Regions from separate parts of the Mus musculus genome. Here all the other regions are linked to region 3. The links are chromatin contacts, called in public Hi-C and HiChIP or PLAC-seq maps. All regions are on one chromosome and are shown on one strand. The core of a region is the stretch at or near the end of the contact, and the rest is flanking DNA. Distances in the headings are between cores, read along the strand shown.

Region 1 (2,700 bases), core at 192-2,691, 190 kb after region 3:
AGATTAGCAGCCAACCTCTTAGATTTCCTATTGGCTACATTCTTGAAGAATTCTGGCCATTTCATCTCACTAGTCAAAGTATTTGCCACACAGGCTTCCCTTTTAATGATTTTAACTTGTGAGGTCCAAAACTTTAATAACTACACTGTTTTCATTTTTTGTTATTGTTTGTGCTTTTATTTGTTACTTCATGTGTTGGTGAGTGTGTGTACGGCATGAGTTTTATGTGTACCATGTTTGTGGAGGCCAGGAGGAGTTTGGATCCCCGTGTAATTGTAGTCACAGGCCCCGTGAGCCAGTGTATGGATGCTGAGAACTGGACCTGGAGTCCTGCAAGGGCAGCAAGCTCTCTGAACCCAGAGCCATCTCTCTAGCCCTAATTATGGGATTTACTGTAGAGAGGGCTTTGTTCTAGTTCTACTGACGTTTTCCTCTTTATTTTTTTTTCTATTTCCACAGTTTGGGCCTAAGCATCATTTCACCCTTCCTCTCGCTCCAGGCTCTCTTCTTCCTTTTTCAGGTGTTGTCAAGTATGGGATTAGATTGTAGACTTGAAGATATTTTGAATACAGGCAGTAATAACTGCATTTCCATACTTTGGGGCTGGAGGAGTGAAGAGGGGATTCTTGTTGTCTAGAACTGTGTAGGGCAGGCTGGTCTTGAACTCACAGAGATCTGACTGTCTCTGCCTAGGATTAAAGGTGTGTGCCACCATGTCAGGTGGATCCATAAGTTTTGTATACTATATTTTTTTGCCATTTACCTCCATGTATTTTCTAATTTATCTCATGATTTCTTCTTTAATGTATTGGTTATTTAGGAATATGCTGTTTTAGCCCACAAATATGTCTTCCCAGATTTCTCCCTATGACTGATTTAAGGTCATAATGCTACATTTATTTTGTCTTTCCTGCCAAAACTTGTAAATGCTGGGTTAAAAGAATATTTGACTTTTGCTAATCAATCACAAAGTCATTACCACCTTCATTTGTTGGCAGAGCTGTATTTTGGGGGAAAAATGTGAAAATATTCACAAAAATGTGTCAGAGTGGAGTTAGATGTATTTGCATGGGTCGATCTATTCCAGGATCTGAGACTTTGGTGGTGAGCTGGGACCTCTCGTAAGCACAGATCCGAGCTACATTGATCAGGAGCCACAACTGCGCTGGGATGTGTGAGGGATTTAGAACAGGGGTGATACCGAGGTTCTTATGATAAACATGGTTAGAGGAAAGCAGTCAACTGAGAAGCTGTATTTGAGACCAGAGTGCTGTCCTGCATTTCTCCTGGAATGGTTTTCTGTATTTCAGTTGCTGTTGTCATTACATGGACTTAGCAGACTGTTCCATGTAGCATTCCGTTTCTCCGAGGAAGAGAGAGAAGGATACAGTGTCACTGAGGACACTGCCTTCCCCTCCTGCTCTGAAGGCTGTGTGTGTGATGTGCCTCCATGAATACATTGGCCTTGCAGGTGAACTCTGACCTCCCGGCAGTTGCCTGTGAGAGGGGTCTAGGCTCCATTCCAGTTTTTTTTTTTTTTTTTTTTTTTTTTTCCTTTTTGCTAACACCTGGGGTGGGGGTGGGAGGTTGACAAATCTCACAACACAAACTCTAAGGATCCAGAGTTCAGGGTATTCTTAGCAGCTATCCAGGTGCCTTCAATGGAATACTTCTCTCTTCCTTGGTCACTAGCTATTTTGGAATGTGTTGGTTAACCTTGATTTTAAGGCTGCTCAGTCCCTTCTCTGTATGATTGTTACATTAGTAAAATAAACACAGTGAGCTAGCATACTAAATACTAAACTGTTATGGGTAGTCACATCGACAGTTGCTTCGCAGCAACCATAGAGCCTGTATTTCTTAGACTTTGATTACACTGAGTAAATTGACATGGTTTGTTTTGTGTATGGATGTGTGTGGGTCAGTTACTCATTGACTATCCAGTATGCTGTCCAGGACTCTAGGGCTCATGCCATCTTCCTGGCACCTCCCAGGTACTAATACTACGTATGCATAACAGGACGCCCAACATAGTATGCTATCTTAAAACTAAAGGTAGATAGAGTAAAGAAATTATGAGAAAGCTTAGGGAAAAGAGGGATTTTTTTGTTTTGTTTTTTTGTTTGTTTGGTTGGTTGGTTTTTTGAGACAGGGTGTCTGTGTATAGCCCTGGCTGTCCTGGAACTCACTCTGTAGACCAGGCTGGCCTCGAACTCAGAAATCCGCCTGCCTCTGCCTCCCAAGTGCTGGGATTAAAGGTGTGTGTCACCACGCCAGAGGGAAAAGAGTTTTTGAATAAAGTATTATCATATGTTGTTCCTATCCTGTAAGTGCTCATGCTGTTTAGGTTGGAAAATGTGTGTGTGTGTGTGTGTGTGTGTGTGGTGCTTATATTCTTATGGATTTTTACATAAGCTGGTGGAGGCCTGAAATTGTCTGGTACCTTCTTCAGGACCTGACTTGCTCTTTACCTTACTTTTTGACACAGGTCTCCAGGAACCTGGAGCTCACCGATCCAACTAGGCTATCTGGCCCAGCCAGCGAGCTCCAGGGACCTGCCTGTCTCTTCCTCCTCAGTACTGGACCTGCCAGTGTGCGCTGCCAGACTCGGCTCTGTCTGTGGATGCTGGGGATCCAAACTCAGCTCCTATTCTTGTCCAGCAAGCAGTTATCAGCTAGATCTTCTCCCCAGCTCCCTAG
Region 2 (2,700 bases), core at 65-2,564, 180 kb before region 3:
AATTTGGAAGCATGGCTTGGAGATGCTACAAAAAGTAAGAGGCTGCTACCAGCCGGAGTATTAGGTCGCCGTGGGTGACTCTGTGGTGTTGTATCTTGACCTGGTCCTTCCTGTACCCATCTCTCAGCTTCTGCCATGAAGAAGCTTTTTCATCCCGCCCTCCCACCTTCACGATGCTCTGTCAAGAGAATGGAGCCAAGCAGCCACAGACTGACGCCTCCGAAGCTGTGAGCATCAGCAAATCTTCCCTCAAGTTCTTTACATGGGGCACTTTGTCACCACCATAAGACTAGCCAATCTACAGGCCAGATGCCAGCTCCTCCGGAATAGTTTCCCATAAGCCCTTTCAGCCCGCGTTAACTGACTGACAGGTGTCCCCATCACCCTCTTTCTCTGGCAGGCCTATTTTACACTATAATATTGTTCTGTTAGCATTGCAGGTTCCTCATTAGGCAGAAATAATATCATAATCCTATGTTCCTTGCACATGATCCAGATGAATTCTCCCTCTATTCCTGCTTCTCACACGAGCTGGTGCACACACACACACACACACACATACACATACACACACACACACACACACACACACACACAAGCACACGCACACGCACACACACACACCACTGCTACTACACCAGTAGAGACTCTTTGCCCCCCTTCCCAATAAAGGATATGCACTTTCCAGGGGGGCTCAAAGGGTCTAATTCTGAAACATAAATAGTGTGTATATGCTGGATCAGTTCAGAATCTATTATATCCAAAGGAAAAATTGTGGATCTATTTCTAAAAGTTTCCTAGTCACTTCTGAAGATAAATTTTGCATTTAAGAAAAAACTCAGAGTAGAGAGCTAGAAAGATGGCTCAGCAGTTAGTTGTGCTTACTGTTCTTGCAGAGGACCTGGGTTCAAGTCCTAGCACCCACATGGCTACTCACAACCATCTGTAACTCCAGTTCCAGGGGATCTGACGCCCTCTTCTGACTTCCACAGGTACCACGTATGCCCATGATACACATGCATACATGCTGGCAAACCATTTTTTGTGCATAAACAAACAAAGCCAAATAAAGTAAATAAAATTAAAAAAGAAAAAACAAGTAGGAATAGGAGATGTAGCCCAGGAAAGTACATGCCTACCACCTTCGGGACCCTAGGCTGAACCCTTAACACTGTAAAAATAATAATAATAATAATAAATTTTAAATATTAAAATGAATCAGAAGCCAGGCATGGTGGTACATGCCTTTAAACTTAGCACTTGGGAGGCAGAGACGGTAAATCTCTCTGAGTTTGAGGCCAGCCTGGTTTACATAGTGAGCTCTAGGCTCCTCAAGGCTACAGAGCAAGATCACATCTCAAAAGACACAAAAAATAAACCACAGTAATCCTTTGCGTTTGCTGTCTTGCTTTATAACTGCATTGTCTGATATGAGCGTATTTGTAACTGCAGGTAACAGAACACTGAAAATTAGAGTCCTTGGAGAAATAGCAGCCACCTAACTCAGTTAGCCAATGAGAGCATGTAACAAGGGTACCAAGTCAACTGGGGCAGGACTGGCCTTCACCTTCAACACCACTCAGTGTTCGTATCTCTCACTGCGCAACGAGTTTTGTTTGGTTTTTCATTTAAGAAAAGCAGACTTGAGGGACCTGGGGAAACAGCTCAGTATGTAAAGTGCTTGCACGATCCCCTGCACCCCCATAAGAGCTAAGTGCAGTGCTGCGCCTGTGATCCCAGGACTGGGGATGAAGAGGCAGCGGGATCATTGGGGCTTGTTCCCAAGGTCTGTCAAAAATGGAGCTCCAGATTCACTGAGAGGCCCTCTCTCTAAAAAGTAAGGAGGATGGAGCTGAAGGTTTTGAGCATCAGCTGCTCATCCAGAGGACCTGGGTCCAAGTCCCAGCATCCAACATGGATGCTCACAACCATCTGTAATTCTAGTTCTTGGAGATCCAATGTCCTCTCCTGGCCTTCAGGGTCATCAGGAATGTATGTGATGCAAAGACACTCGAGCATGCAAAACACCCATATATATAACAATAAGTGTGTGTGTGTGTATGTGTGTGTGTGTGTGTGTGTGTGTGTTTTAATGAGGAAAGTAGTTGAAGAAGATGCTCAGTGTCACTCTCAGCTCCCCAGGCACTAACACATATGCAGAGGGACACACACCTGTGCTTGCACACAGAGAAGTAGATCTGAATATATGAGTGCCCACCGGTGGCCAGCCAGGGATGCTCTCTGCAGCCACACCTCAGTACAATGATCACAGCATGGGACATGGATGCCACTGGGGTCCATTCTGAAGGACAGCTCTGTTTCCTGCCTCTGGCCAGCATCTGTGGTCAGGCAAAGCTACGAGGAAATACAATGAAGGTCAGTTTAACAAAGACCCCAGTGTGGGTGAAATTTAACACCACAGGAGACAGACTGTGGGAGGAGGAAGAGGAGCCCAGAGCCCCAGGCTCTGTGGAAGAAATGGGGAAGGGTCAGAGAGGGAACTGGAAAGAAGCCTGATCCCACTGCAACCTCTACAGCCAGACTGCTGGAGACTTCCGAAAATGAGGCACACCAGGCACAGACAGTGGTAAGTGCTTGCCATTCTAGCTCCTTGGTATCCCGAGACTAGAAGAGGAGGAGGAGGAGGAGGAGGAGGAGGAGGAGGAGGAGGAGGAGGAGGAGGAGGAGGTGTCCAGCGTT
Region 3 (2,700 bases), core at 91-2,590:
AAGGCCCACTTAGTACACTTTTCTTCTCACCCCACTGTGCCTCTTGCCAAAGTGAAATTAAAAAAAAAAAAAGTGAGATTACATTACCCACTGTTACAAATGTCACATATATGAAGAAGTAACAAGAGACAGAGTAGGGTCTACTAGTAGTAATGGCACTGTCCTAAATGGAGTTGCTCATCTGCTTCCTGAGATGCCTTTAAACCTAAAAGGATACAGAAAGGCTGAAATGAGTTTGGGTATGTAGGCTAGGGACAAATATCCTCCTAACTTGCAGCATGGAAAACTTCAGTCAGTTCAAAGAAAGCCACTGTGCATCCTTGGGCTAAAGAATCCAGAGGAGGAGGAAGGATGGTGGCAAGCACGACAGAGGGGTAGTGCAGAGAAAAAGGAGAACTCTGGGCAGAAGCAAAGGGTGGAAACGCCTGCCAGTGCCAAGCAAGTATCAGCCCTGACTTTGCAAAGCTGGAACTCCCAGCACTTGTTCAGCTGAAACACGTCTGGGTGCTCTGCATGGTGAATGCAGGGCAATCACCTTGTGATTCACACTGTCGGTCCACAGACAGCTTGGGCAGGAAGGAAAATCATCTAAAATCTCTGGAGGAAAAAACAAACAACCAAGAGTGCACACTCAGAGCACACAGCCAGATGAGCAAACAATAGGACGACCCAATCGTTGTCACAAACACTGTCAACCTCTGCCCCTGGAGCAGAGGGGAGCCCCCGTGGAGAGACCAAGCTCTCTGAATCACACTGCCTTCTCCAGGAGTCACGGTGTCTCACTGGATGCCCAGCCCCTGTTTATACACAAGAACTAACCCACAGGCCATGGCACCCTTTGCAGCCTGGGCCAGGTACAGTCAGAGCATGCCTGTAGTCTAGTAACCCCTGCTTGGGGGCCCAGATCCTGTGACTCCCACATACGCACACAGAATCCTGATTGCGACAGTAGGTTAAAGTTCAGAAACTGCCTGGTGCAAATGTCCCAGGGATCAGCTGCACCTTCGCTGGCAGATAACCCCAGTTAGCAGAGAAAGCACTGAGCAGTGCTTCTGAGCCATCCTTCCTTCCAGCAACCTGGCTCATGAAGGTCCCTAACCAGTCTTTCCAGTACTGATCCCCCATTACAGCTGGATTAATGGAATCTTAATTTTTTTCCCAAAATAAACAATGATTCCCATGCTCTACTGTCCAGCATCACCGTCTAACTAATTTGTAGTAAAAAATAAACCACTGGCCATCTGCTTAAAAGTAAGGGCACAGACGACTATCTCTCCTTCCAGATTGCTCTCCGAAACGGGGTTTGGGATCCACCAAGCAGACCCGAGACATATTGACTTACTGAGTCAGCCCTGAGCCCCAGTGTTGGCAAGGAGGAAATGGATTGTGAACTCTTTCTAGGGGACCTGAGCTTTGTCCTCTAATCAAAACGTTCACCGAACCAGAATCTTTAATGAAGCTCCTGTAGCAGGGGGCCCATCAAAACACACATAGGGAGGATTTGTGCCCAGGGCTAACTGATTTGGAGGAAGCAGAAATGAGACCCCCCCACCCCCACCCCAAATGAGAGCCATGCTTTCATTAGACCTAGCAACAGGTTTCAAAGGCAAAAAGCAAACCCTAGCAGCAAAGAACAAAAAATACCTTTGTTGGCCCCAAGACAACTCAGTGCGGTCCCACGTTAGGTGGAACATGACAAGAAACTCAGATTCCTGGGAGGAGTGAAGGATGACGCAATCGATGTGGGCTGTGGGTTTGGATGAGGATCATGGGACAAAGGACTTGAGTAGGATTTGAATCGGAACGGAAAGCAGCTGTGGTTTCTCAGGTCTTCACCTACCCTCTCCAGCCTGTCTCCTTACACACAGTCCCCTGGGCTATCCCACCCACAGCTTCAACTGCTACCTGCATAGCATGACTCATAAACCTTATCTCCAGACCTGCCTCTGGATCCTAGGCTCCCGGATCCAACACTGCAGTCATTTCCTTCATTGTCCCAACTAGCTACCCAAATTCACCACTCTTATCCTCTTCATCCTGGGCACCTACCAAAACGTGATGCTCAAACAACCAGACAGCCTGGGCTCTTCCCAACTTCCTCTTCCTCACACACACCCAAGACCAACTGGCTACATTGTCTAATTGTCTCCTCCCCTCTCCAGCAACCATTCCATCTTAGACCCAGGCCCTTACTATTTCTGTTACCTTTTACCCAGTCTCCCAGACTCTAGCCTTGGTGCCCTGTCATAGCAGGTGGGTCTTGTTAAGCCAGCCTTCTGCAGAAGGCACCTGTGCTCCTGAATTGCACATGAAACCCTCTGTCTCAAACAGATCTGCAAACAAAAAGGCCAAGGCTTTGCCCCCAAGGCCCTGAGCTTTTTGTTTGTGGAGCATTTTTAAATGAGGACTTTAAGAGTTCACCATGTTCTTAGCAAGACTAGTTAAGAGGTGAAGCTGCCAGATGGTGTGTGTTGTAAATGACACCCATAGATAGGCCACCCAGTAACACCTGATGTGGAATACCACCCTCGGGCACCCTGCTTCCTGCTCCTGCTTCCTGCTCCTGCTTCTACTCACCAGTAACTGACTTTGGCTCTCCTCAGGAGACTTTCAAGATGAAGCCTATGGTACTTCTAGCCTCCAGCTTAGAGTTCCACTCAGGTTTGGACCATTTGAGGGCAACTGAATGGATACCCCCTC
Region 4 (2,737 bases), core at 103-2,602, 140 kb before region 3:
TGACGACAACTGGCACCCCTTCTCACACTCCTCTGCTTCTGGGCTGGGAGGTGTCTGTACTCCAACTCTTGCTTCCACCTTGATGTGCTGTGTTGTCAGTGACAACCACCACTGTTCCAGGTTAGCTGCCAAATGACCCTTTATTTAACTCCCATTTCAAGAGATAGCTCTTTCAGGGCAACCTGATTTGGTGCCACTCTAATACGCAGCAGGTCTTGAACCCACTCTCAAGCAACCCCGAAAGCCTCTTAGCACAGGGATACTCTGAGATCAAATCTCCCTTCCCTGATACATTCTCTAATCCCACTTCTAATTTAAGAAGTTTCCTGATTTCCTTAATTCCTCTTGGTGCTTGCTGAGTTCTTTTTCCTAATCGCTCCTAATCAGTACACATGGTTTCTTCCCCACTGGCTACCCCCACAGACCTCCTACAATCCCCAATCCCCCAGTCCCCATCCCCTTCCTTAATAAGTTATCAGCTCTCCTGGGTGTCCAGCAGACTCATTTTCATTTCCTGGCCTCCCTGACGCCTAGGGACAAACACTAGCATAGAATATTTGGATAAGCAGAGCTAACATGCTGGTAGACTCTACAGTCACCTGAGTTGGAGGGGGCAGGGCAGAGAGAAGACTGGCTTTCTATAGGATCAACATACCTCCGTTTTGAGTTCCTAGTTGGCCTTGACATAAGGCCTACCACACAGCCACACTCCCTTTGCTGCGGACAGAAATCTCAGTCTCCACACACCTCCCAGGGGTTCAGGGAACAATCAACAAATTGTTATTAGTGAATGGTGTTCTTTTTATTATGTATTAGCCATTCCGGGAAAAACCAGTTATTCTATCACAGACAGCCTCTTACAAGAAAAAAGAAAAGGAAAAAGAAATAGGAGGGAGAACAGGGAAGGGCAGATAATGAGGAATTTCAATATCAGGGGGGAAAAAAGATTAAATTTGTACCCAGTTTACAATTTCATTTATCTTTCATGAAAATGAAATTCACGACATTCCAACTGATATGAAAAGCCTTGGAACAGCTCAGTCCATGAAAAAAAAAGAGATACTGGATACTGGCGACACTTCAGGAGGTAAACTCTCAAAGCATGCTTTCTGCATGGTCCAGATCTGACCCTGGAACGCTAGCTACCTCTGAGCATTCAGATGATGGTACTGGGAAAGCCCAGAGCAACTTGCTGGCTGAAGGGCAAAACAGATCTGTCTGGGAGTGGACCCTGTTGTTGTGAGTCAATTGTTCAGTGTTCCCTCTAAAAGAAATTCCACGATGTTCAGCTTCGTGTTTTCTGCAGCTAGATGCAGGCAGCTGTCTTGTTGACTAAGCATATCTTTAAAGAACCAGGCGAGTTAGGCTGGGTCTAAAAGAAAGGAAACACCCAAACGGGCTTGCTGCTTGCTTGTTCCTTCTGTTTTCTGTTCCCGTCGATTTTATTTTGTGGTATCTATCCAAGTATCTAGATAGACAGAGAGATAAGGGGTGCAAAATGCAAGGTGGTTCCAGGCAGATGTAGGTAGGAACAGTATCATATCACCCCACCATGGCCCACAAGACCACCACAGCTCTCCTTCGTTCCATAGGAACAGTTCTCCATGCTGTTTGTCTAGCAAAACTGCCTGTTCCCGTCATGTGCCTGGTGCCCCCTGAGAAACCCATCTAAGGACAGGAAAGGGAAGCAAGTCTTACTAAGCCCTATTTGTGGAATTCTCTGTGCTGCCTGATTTTTCTGGAGAGGCAGGAACAGATGTCTCCTCATCTCAGATAGGGCATCCAGGGCAGGTCCAAGAAACAACTCCACCCCAGTCTAACTTGGTGAGGGAAGGAACGTATTGTGATTACCTGGCAATGGCTTGTGATGGAAGGACAGATGACTCAAGGGAACTGCCTCACTACACAGCCCACCCAGCATGGATGAGGGCTGAGAACACCTCACTGCTGGACCCTGCACAACCTGCAGGGAGCGCCACTGAAGAAAATCTCCCCCACCCCCACCCCAGAAACTGTTTACTGCTTGTCTGACCTCGGGGAGAGGACAGGCCATGTGCATCTTCTAACACTGGGTTTGAGGAGGCTTGTAAGTTTTGTGGGCCTTTTAGCTTTAAGAGACTCTTTCCTCCCTTAGAAGGGAATGTTGAGATTTTGAGGAAACAACTACACAGGCATCCTACCTTCCCATCCACTTTCCCCATTAAATTAAATTTGTCCGTAAAGCAAGCTATCAGAAACTCAGTGTTATTTCTGTCAAGAAGTCTTAACTTGCCCTTCAATGTAGTTTTTTGCTCTGTAATGAACATCCTCCATACCCTGGCTTTGTCTCCTGTCTGTTTTCCTCGATGCCCACAGGAACCTGAAACTCTGAGTAGAGAGCCCAGTCTGTTTCTTTTATCTTTGAGAACTCCCTCACCACCAGCAGCCCTGTGAGGATGGGCATATCTTGAGTGTATGAGATAGGTCTAGACGAGTGCCACTGGACCTGGGTAACAGTAGAAAATGTGGCTTCCGAAAAGCAAATGAGCTAATAATCCACTGTCTAAGTCAGGGTTTCTATTCCTCCACAAAACATCATGACCAAGTTGGGGAGGAAAGGGTTTATTCAGCTTACAGTTCCACATTGCTGTTCATCACCAAAGGAAGTCAGGACTGGGACTCACACAGGGCAGGAATCTAGAGGCAGGAGCTGATGCAGAGGCCACGAAGGGCTGTTGTTTACTGGGTTGCTTTCCCT
Region 5 (2,700 bases), core at 1-2,500, 230 kb after region 3:
TGTAGTGCTGGCCTAGGGTTTGGGCTGGCCTTGCTCGTGCCTCTGTGGAGCAGAGTACATAGCCTGATGCACACTTGCCTGTGTTGGTCACTCCCTTAGCCCATACAAAGGAAGAATGAAAACCTGGGAACCATGAATCTTGTTGCTTGCCACACTAGAGGGAGGCTCACTCTGACTTCTCAATATGGGCCTTGAAGGTTGCCTCCCATTGGGAGACTTGAGCCTGCTCCCCCCCTCCCCCGCCCTCCCCCCTCCCCCCTACACACACGCCCAGGTCCATCTCCTCACCCTCTCAGTTCTACCTGCCAGGCTATCCAGTAGTGCTTTTTCTCTGGTTCATTTAGGTATTGCTTGCTGTGCCTTAGAAATGTTGTGGTGTTAACAGTTTTTATTGTCTTGCTTCAAACACATGTATCTTGGTTTCATTGTTAACTTATTTTTAGTCTCTTGATGACAACTCCTTCCATTACATGAAGGCTAAGGGAAAATGATTATTTTAGTCATTGTCTCTCAGTTTCTGTTTCTTTTTGTTAAGTATGTTTCTCTTATTTTCTTAAAAGGAAAGGGTGGAGGGTTGAACAAATGCCAGCAATCCCAGAAGAGTAAATCAAAAGCAACTTTTCTTTTTCATTGCAGTAGAAAGCCAGATAAATGCGTATTTTTTTTTCCTGCTTCAGGTCAGAAACCCTTCCCTTGTCAAAAATGCGATGCCTTCTTTTCTACCAAATCTAACTGTGAGCGGCACCAGTTGCGCAAACACGGAGTTACCACCTGCTCCCTGAGAAGAAACGGGCTTATTCCCCCAAAAGAGAGTGATGTTGGATCCCATGATAGCACAGGTAGAAACTCTAGGTGATGGAGAACCAGAGAGAGGAGGGTGCTCCCCAGAACTCGGTTAAGGCTGTGTAAGCTGGGGCGGAGCACTGAGCAGCTACAGCTCAGGGGGCCTAGCCCCTGCCGAGACTGTGTGAGCTGGGGAAACAGTGTCAGTGCCCCAGGGGACTTTGCAGCTGCCAGGGGGGGATCCAGCACCTTCCTTCCTAAAATTGCCATTGCTCTGATCCTGGAAGATAGGATGAGCCGGATATTGTGCGCTTTCGGCTCCTGACTTAAACCCCTGAAGGAAACACGAAGCTCTGAAGTCTGGGGGACCCAGATCCTGCAGCTTTCGTGAGCAGCCCTTGCCCAGTGGACTCAGTACTGCAAGAACTGTGGCCCTCCAAGCTTTTAGTTGGGAGGCGGGTTGAGGCGGGGCAAGGCGGGGCTTTTCTTCTCAATAACTCCTCCCTGTATAAATCTGTCCTTGTTTGAGACAGCACTGTGCATGTCCTTCTTAATCACAACTCTGCTTGACCTGTCCGGGTATTATGCTCCTGTGCTGATGTGTGCCTCCTCCCTCGGCCCTTACAGAGTAATTAACGCTGCTCCGTTCCTTTTCTGCCCGCTGCCCCCATCACCTTCTGTATTTACTCAAGTCCTCTATTTAATACACTTCCATGGTCTAACTGCTAGAGTTTGCTAGCCCTACCAAAACACACCGTACAAAAAAGTAAGCTGCCTCAGGCCACTTGGTAGCAGTAGCAGGGAGGGCATTGCACACACAGGCTTCAGGCTCCGTGGGTGTTGAAAGTTAGCGTTTGCCCATTTCTGGGATCCAAGCCAGCCTCTAATGTGTTCATCTAGGGTTGCAGTTGTCTCTCGTGACTTCTCAAACTTTGGTGGGATGGAGTGCTGTGTAGTTTGGAGAGTGGCACCCTGAACCTAGGAGTCAGTGTGGATAGAGTGACAGTCATTGATTCCAACCCCTGACCCCCTTGTCCTGACCTCAGTGTTGACACATCACAGTGGACTGGCTATCTGGGAGAGCTGACCCCAGTGGGTAAGACACCTTTACCCTTCCCACCACACTGCTTATTCAGACCAGTGAGAGCAATGGAATGCCTTGGGCTTGCTGGGTCCTTCTGCCCAGGTTAGACCCTCTTGTTCGGGCAAGAATGCCACAGCTGGTTTGCTAACCACACTGCACCCCCAACCCCCAACTTCTATTTCCACACAATTCCCTAGGATCTGGGAGTGAGGACAGGTAGCCTGCAATGGTTGAGTCCCTGTGAGCTAAGCCTGATCCGCTTCCCAAGCGGCTGGAAGCCCAAGGCACTGCAGCAGCTGTCTTTGCCACAGACCATCCTGATAATGTTTAACCATCATTGCCACAGTACCCATTAGACTGGAACATTTTCTTACAGCCTGCTTTACAGAAAGGTCCTGTGATTCTCCCCAAACCAGTTCAAAAGGGAAGGCAGCTGACAGGGGGGGGGGTGCTTTGGGGTGGGAACCCATGTCCTCAGAAGAGTCTCAGGCACTGTACCCTGCTCATCCAGGAGGCTGTTCACAGGAACTCTGCTGACGCCAGAGCTCGGTCAGAATTTATGGTTTGAGCTTAGCTTTGGCACAAGTGTTAGCCTGTGGGCGTATTTATTTTTTAAGTTTACAATTACAGGTTTTCTTTTTCCAAGGCCCTGCCCCAGAAGTTATATAGATTTTCTTAAAGGCACAAAGCCTCTTAGAAAAGAACTATCAAAGAGAGAAGTGTTTGGTTTAATTGTAGATACAGCCCATGGTGAGAGAGAGAGAGGACAGGCTGAGGTGGGAGAAAAAAAAAAACAGAACAGGAGACCTAGGAATTGAGGGAGGGGTTTGAGA

Evidence for each region. Hi-C and Micro-C count contacts between places; a contact is called where the count stands out from the background. HiChIP or PLAC-seq counts read pairs in DNA pulled down with a chosen protein or histone mark.
Region 1: a contact with region 3 is called in a Hi-C map of liver, with 2.6 times the contacts expected there. The contact joins two enhancer-like sites. A contact is called at or near these places in 2 of 484 Hi-C or Micro-C datasets (both in liver) and 3 of 115 datasets of contacts at active chromatin or transcription factors (hepatocytes, microglia and pancreatic cancer cells).
Region 2: a Hi-C map of bone marrow-derived macrophages shows a contact between it and region 3, with 43 read pairs. The contact joins the promoter of Lncbate6 here to the enhancer-like site in region 3. A contact is called at or near these places in 10 of 484 Hi-C or Micro-C datasets (the HL-1 cell line, the HPC-7 cell line, Sertoli cells and 5 more), 5 of 115 datasets of contacts at active chromatin or transcription factors (acute myeloid leukemia, embryonic stem cells, extraembryonic endoderm stem cells and 2 more) and 1 of 9 other capture datasets (embryonic stem cells).
Region 4: a contact with region 3 is called in a Hi-C map of bone marrow-derived macrophages, with 40 read pairs. The contact joins two enhancer-like sites. A contact is called at or near these places in 1 of 484 Hi-C or Micro-C datasets (bone marrow-derived macrophages), 1 of 115 datasets of contacts at active chromatin or transcription factors (bone marrow-derived macrophages) and 1 of 9 other capture datasets (embryonic stem cells).
Region 5: a contact with region 3 is called in an H3K27ac HiChIP or PLAC-seq map of hepatocytes, with 6 times the contacts expected there. The contact joins two enhancer-like sites. A contact is called at or near these places in 1 of 15 datasets of contacts at CTCF or cohesin (large pre-B cells), 3 of 484 Hi-C or Micro-C datasets (the P5424 cell line, embryonic stem cells and liver), 2 of 115 datasets of contacts at active chromatin or transcription factors (hepatocytes and liver) and 1 of 9 other capture datasets (embryonic stem cells).

What each region holds. Positions count from the first base shown.
Region 1 is chr13:37,901,755-37,904,454 of GRCm38.p6, forward strand. The region is part of intron 5 of Rreb1 (ras responsive element binding protein 1); the gene reads left to right. Among named protein-coding and RNA genes, the nearest start is that of Rreb1, 14 kb to the left of the region's middle. Within about 2 kb of position 1,442, at least 8 of the 459 cell types and tissues checked have an H3K27ac peak or open chromatin away from gene starts, as enhancers often do. A contact at or near this core is called in hepatocytes and liver, where this site is marked.
Region 2 is chr13:37,538,822-37,541,521 of GRCm38.p6, forward strand. Lncbate6 (a long non-coding RNA gene) reads left to right here and starts at 1,315. Exons shown (of 3, transcript XR_382205.2): 1 at 1,315-2,587.
Region 3 is chr13:37,714,606-37,717,305 of GRCm38.p6, forward strand. No RefSeq gene overlaps it. Among named protein-coding and RNA genes, the nearest start is that of Gm40918, 19 kb to the right of the region's middle. Within about 2 kb of position 1,341, at least 44 of the 459 cell types and tissues checked have an H3K27ac peak or open chromatin away from gene starts, as enhancers often do. A contact at or near this core is called in bone marrow-derived macrophages, hepatocytes, liver and 1 more, where this site is marked.
Region 4 is chr13:37,572,584-37,575,320 of GRCm38.p6, forward strand. No RefSeq gene overlaps it. Among named protein-coding and RNA genes, the nearest start is that of Gm47754, 7.1 kb to the right of the region's middle. Within about 2 kb of position 1,353, at least 10 of the 459 cell types and tissues checked have an H3K27ac peak or open chromatin away from gene starts, as enhancers often do. A contact at or near this core is called in bone marrow-derived macrophages, where this site is marked.
Region 5 is chr13:37,940,866-37,943,565 of GRCm38.p6, forward strand. Rreb1 (ras responsive element binding protein 1) reads left to right here. Exons shown (of 12, transcript NM_001177869.1): 10 at 678-839. Among named protein-coding and RNA genes, the nearest start is that of Gm52041, 24 kb to the right of the region's middle. Within about 2 kb of position 1,251, at least 34 of the 459 cell types and tissues checked have an H3K27ac peak or open chromatin away from gene starts, as enhancers often do. A contact at or near this core is called in hepatocytes and liver, where this site is marked.